Regions from separate parts of the Mus musculus genome. Here region 2 is linked to region 1. The links are chromatin contacts, called in public Hi-C maps. All regions are on one chromosome and are shown on one strand. The core of a region is the stretch at or near the end of the contact, and the rest is flanking DNA. Distances in the headings are between cores, read along the strand shown. Region 1 overlaps Sox6 (SRY (sex determining region Y)-box 6). Region 2 overlaps Sox6 (SRY (sex determining region Y)-box 6).

Region 1 (2,700 bases), core at 150-2,649:
AGCTAAAGCCAAGCTTACAGAACTTCTCACCCATTTGCTCTATGGATGATGCAATGTAGGATTCTGGAATCAGATTGCTACAGTTGCGACATGCCCCTCCTTTCATTGTGGAAGAATTAATTTCAGTTACAATGGAAGGTCACTCCTGCAATACTAGAGATGGCACACCTTAATCCACACAAAGAGACTTGGAGAAAAACAAGTTCAAAGGACAAAAGCTGGCTACTGCAAAGCTGAAATATTTAAATTCTTAAGAATTTTCTTTGAGATTGCATCAGATCTATACAATCCTAACTAGCTTCTCTGAAGTAAGATAATGCAATCCGTTTTAGGAAATTTGGGATAAATGAATTATCCCTCTTTCTTTTTTTTTCCCTGACCTTTGGAAATTTCAGTGTTTAAGCCTTAGTTGTAGTCTGACTTTGTGAAGATTTTAACTATTGTGCTACCTTCTCTTACATGGTAAAGCACTTACTGAAATTTCATCATTTTTATGTTGCTTTTTAATTTTCTTAACAGAGATTCCTTCTTAGCTTCAAGAATATTGTGTTTTGAGCTTCTCAGAGAATCAAACTGAAACTTAACTTTTTCAAAATAAGCAACAAATTTAACCACTTAATTTAAGTATTTTTTAAAAACTCCACCTCAACTTAATTTAATATTTTTATTTGACTTAATTTTGGGAAACCTGTCAACTTTTTGTCAATATATGGGGAAAATAACAGCTAGTTTAATCAAGACATTTTAAATAGTATAGTCTTATCATTGAGTAGTAAAATTCTATACCAATAAGTATATTAACTCTAGAAAAATCTACACTGTAAACTAGAGTCTGATCTGACTTAAATCAGATTAGATAAGAATGACCCAGAAAGCCAGCCTCCCCACATCATTTGATCACAGTAACTTCAATGAAATACAAACAGCAGAACTTATTAAAAAGTTAGTTGGTCCGAAGAGGCAACTTCTTTTTGAATGCTTGACTCAAAAGTCTTATAGGTACACCACAGAACATATATATATTTTTAAGAGTTTATGTGAGAGGTAAAGATTTCCTTGGACATGTCAGCTTTGTCAAAAATGCAGATAAAGTATTTCTGGTGCCAAAAAAAGGTATCAAATTTATTTCCACCCACAAAAAAAAAATTGGATTGCATCCTTGTTTTATCAAAAACAGAGACTTCTGTGGAAAGAGGAATGCTCAAATTGGTTAGCCCACCAAAATGCTAAACAAAATAGAGAGTTACCATACTTTATTTGAGCTGATTTTATAGGAACCGTATGTATGACTTTCACTCTCTAGAAAGTGGTTTTCTCTTGAACACACATCAGAACCATTCATCATAACATAATTGCAAGCTGTCAGTCAGGACCGCACCCTTAGCTTGTGGCAAACCGCCAACACATCTGTCAGAAGCACTCATAAGCTTCCGTGTGTCACTGTGTGTCCCTTACAAAGGGAACAAGCTCAGTCACCGATTTTACATTCTCCAAATGAAACAATGACTCGCTTAAAACCACAAATGGAATTGTCCTGCTCCTCTATAGACTGTTAGCTACTTTTACATTCTCCAAATGAAACAATGACTCGCTTAAAACCACAAATGGAATTGTCCTGCTCCTCTATAGACTGTTAGCTACTTTCTCACCAAGTGACTGACTATACTGGTCCTTCAAGGGAACCACAGATTTATTCTACAGTAGAATATTAGTAGTATGCTCGTCTAAAAACAAAGAGATGTGCACATTTTGCTTGGCTATATGTATGAAGATTTAAATGTCCTATTCTTAAGTGCCTGGAAGGCTGGCTATTTTAGTGTTCTATTTTTTAAGTTTCTTTTCCTTAACCATCATTCTCTGGCTAAATGCATGGAGAGAAACCAAACCTGTTTCAGAAAGAACAAAATTCATTCTGGAATCCCAGTAGCTAGTTCAATGATAATTGATTTAAATCATTCTTATAATCTGGAAAGGCAGCACCTGAAGAGGAGCATGGAGGAAAGAGTGGTGTTAATACCTTAAGCCACCATCAAAGAAGAATTAAGTGATGGCTCTCTTATTCACTGCAAAAAATAGTCTCCGTGTCAGACATACAAATGCTATAATGAGACTACAGAACAAACCCACTGATAAAAAAAAATTGGATCTGACATGTCAAATATTCAGAAGGCCTAAGTTTTTCCATTGGTTTTGGTTATGTACATATATAAGCAAGGGGGTGGAAGGAGGAGGAAGGTGGGAGGAGGAGGAAGGGAGGACGAGAATTGCCACATCCATGGTCACCTTTCCTAAGTGTCTTCCTGTCTCCTCTCTCCTTTCTTCTTATTCTCTCTCTCTCTCCTCTCTCTCTCTCTCTCTCTCTCTCTCTCTCTCTCTCTCTCTCTCTCCACCACCCCAAATGCTACATCAAAAAAGTTTCTGTGTTTATTATTTGAATGAGATACATGAGCTACTGTAGCAAAGAAATGAGGATCTTCTACCTGTGAGACAGAAAAATCCTCACATACATCCACATGGTTTTTATATTGTCAACACAAATATACATAGTTTGCATAGTAGGTTTCTCCATGGTACTAACTTTTACCAGAATCATATGGACAAAATCTCTAAATACAGTAAATCTTTACTGGCTCTCATCCATCAATAACATACACATTTTTACTAGCTATTTTGGTGACCAAACCAAATATAGACCCCATG
Region 2 (2,700 bases), core at 123-2,622, 130 kb after region 1:
TAAAATGCAACACTCCTTTCTTTATTCTTTTTAGCTCTCTACACAGAGAGAGGGAGAGGGAGAGGGGGAGGGAGAGGGGGAGGGAGAGGGAGAGGGAGAGGGAGAGGGAGAGGGAGAGAGAGAGAGAGAGAGAGAGAGAGAGAGAGAGAGAGAGAGAGAGAGACTAATATAGAAGGAAAAGAGAAGTCATTCATTTCACTGAACTACAAGTATTGTGACCCTGGGAAGGGTGATTTGGCTTTGAGGATTTTAAAGAAATGGTGCTGTATTCAGTCTTTTTCTATCACCATCCCCATATACAAAGCCCTAGTAGATCCTAAAATTGTGGCATTTTCTTACGTACATAAAAAAATTGAACTGCTATTGCAGCAACATCTAAACAGTTTCCTGTAAACTTTCTGTGATGGAAGTCATAGAATTTATGGTAAAACCCTGTGGAGTGCGGAGACAAATTTCTTTCATATTTATCATTCATTTTATTCTGTGTGCATTTTAAGGAAAACCTTTTAAGGGTACCAATAATGCAAGAAAGCGACAACAACTAAATTTATTGTTAAGTATCACATCACTGGTCCTCCGGGAGCTCGAAGAGAAAGCTTAAATCAAGCTCCACACGCTGGAGAGGTTCCCAGAGATGTGCTGGCCCAGAGGCAACCCATCCAGAGCACACTGGGATCTCAGGACGGTGACAAAGAAATACTACTCTCTCAACTGAAGCAGGTTGGGGACAGCCCTTTCCCTTCTCTTTTCTTTTCTTTCTTTTCTTTTCTTCTTTCTTTCTTCCTTTCTTTCTTTCTTTCTTTCTTTCTTTTTCTCTTTCCTTCTTTCTTCCTTTCTTTCTTTGGCATAGTACAAATTCTCTCCCCCAAATCCTCCCCTCCTCCTGTTTCACCTGACTAAACTGTAGGTATTTGTCCCATCACCTGACTTAGGGGCTGGCTGGCTTGAAATATTAGAGAGAGGGAGAAAAAAGAACACAATCTACCATTGTTTCCCCAGACAACGACCTTTCATGTCCTTGAGGCTCACCATGACCTTTTCATCTTTCCTATCCCAATGGTCTCTCCTAACAACTAAAACTGCACTCAGTTGGGCTGAATTCCAGATTGTCATAAAAAGAACCCTGTCCTTTCAAAACAAAACCAATTTTTACACCAAGGTGGGGGAGAAACACAAGTCCATTGTTCCCTCCCAGATGGAAGTTGGAGTTACTAAGGCAACTGCTCTAATCCTCCTTTTTACCACCTTTTTCACATCGCTGGCCTATCAAGTATGCTACCTTTTAACTCATAAGCTCAAAAGCTGGTCGTCTAACTGGCTGCCCTAATTAGCTACGATTTTCACACTACAGACAACATGATGAGCTAATCGAAATTTGCAAAATAATGACGTACCTCCAGCAAATATTCCTCCTCCTGAGGCCCAGTCTTAGAATAACAATAATGAGAGCATTATTAGAGAAGGGCATTAAAATGCTGCACTGCTGCTAAACAGAGAACTTAATTGTTCTGGTCTTGTCCATTGAATCAACAACCTATTGTTGTGGACTTGAAAAATAAAGGACTTGAGAATGGGTGCCATGATGATTGGTCTGTGGCCATACCGGCACTCTGTGGAATTGTTTTCTTTTCAAACTCTTGATGGACTAGTAGCTTTGTTTAAAAGTAACATAAAAGGCGATTGTCTGGACTAAAAAAAAAAAAGTCCTATTTATTGAAATCCTTAGAAGCAGTTGCATGCATTTGTTCCTGACCCCTGAGATAAAAACACAGTGATCATAATACCACCATTTGTGGAGTCCTGTCACCACTGCCTACAGTAACTCGAGATAAGAGACTGTCTTTTCTAGCTACAGTAGGAAGGAAGGAAGTACTTCTGAGCAGAAAGCAGGAATGACGAAAGGTCAGATCCCGGAGAAAGCTCATTACTCTCTGAAGGGGGGACTTTAAAATAATGCGAGTCTAAGAACCCTGTGTAACTGCAAGTAAGAAGCACACAGCTTTTCCTCCCTGCCCACCCCACCCCCCAGCCCTTGAGATTCCTGCCTTTAGTGAAAGACAATTAAAATAAAATGATTATTAAACAACAGAGACGGCATGTCTGGGGCAACCTGGAGGACAAGAGACCTAAAAGCTTCCAGGTCTCTGTGCTTGTGCTCACCTCTGTCTGCAGCAGGAATAATAAAACCCTGGAGTTAAAGGTTAACTACTGTAGGATTCTTAGCAGAAGAAAAGCCCTGTTTACACATTGGAGAAGTGTCTTCCATATGGAGCCCTGGCTTGCTTTCTGTGAGGTCAGGCCAGGAGCTCCATGTGGAATGGTGGGGTGGGGATTGATTTTGTTCATAGTATTGGGGGGATCTATTTTTAAACCAAGTAAAATCTGTATTATATAAAAATGTATTACATTGTAAATAAGACCTCTTCCTTCATTCATCCTGTGCTCTGCTTCATTCGTCTTCATCTTGTTAGGCTAAATTAATTAACAATCTCGCTGCTGCACACTTTCTCTTTTCATTACATCAGATAATGGTGGGCATGTGGAGAATGCCCTCGCCACGGGAATTCTGCAACTGCAGGGCCAGGGAGAGTTTCTAGGTATCCGTGTAGTAAGATTCTCTTGTAAGTATTTATTCGGTGTGCCTTTTAGAGTTAACATTAAATTAAGCACCCAAATCCTTAATATATTATCATAAGAAAA

Evidence for each region. A called contact is a pair of places that touch in the nucleus more often than the background predicts.
Region 2: a Hi-C map of the N1E-115 cell line shows a contact between it and region 1, with 6 times the contacts expected there. The contact joins two enhancer-like sites. A contact is called at or near these places in 3 of 484 Hi-C or Micro-C datasets (the N1E-115 cell line, liver and nephron progenitors), 4 of 115 datasets of contacts at active chromatin or transcription factors (embryonic stem cells and kidney) and 3 of 9 other capture datasets (adipose tissue, embryonic tail and pancreatic islet).

Annotation. Positions count from the first base shown.
Region 1 is chr7:115,732,937-115,735,636 of GRCm38.p6, forward strand. All of the region lies in intron 4 of Sox6 (SRY (sex determining region Y)-box 6), which reads right to left. Among named protein-coding and RNA genes, the nearest start is that of Gm51455, 240 kb to the left of the region's middle. Within about 2 kb of position 1,400, at least 21 of the 459 cell types and tissues checked have an H3K27ac peak or open chromatin away from gene starts, as enhancers often do. A contact at or near this core is called in the N1E-115 cell line, where this site is marked.
Region 2 is chr7:115,864,794-115,867,493 of GRCm38.p6, forward strand. The region is part of intron 2 of Sox6 (SRY (sex determining region Y)-box 6); the gene reads right to left. Among named protein-coding and RNA genes, the nearest start is that of Sox6os, 170 kb to the right of the region's middle. Within about 2 kb of position 1,373, at least 65 of the 459 cell types and tissues checked have an H3K27ac peak or open chromatin away from gene starts, as enhancers often do. A contact at or near this core is called in the N1E-115 cell line, where this site is marked.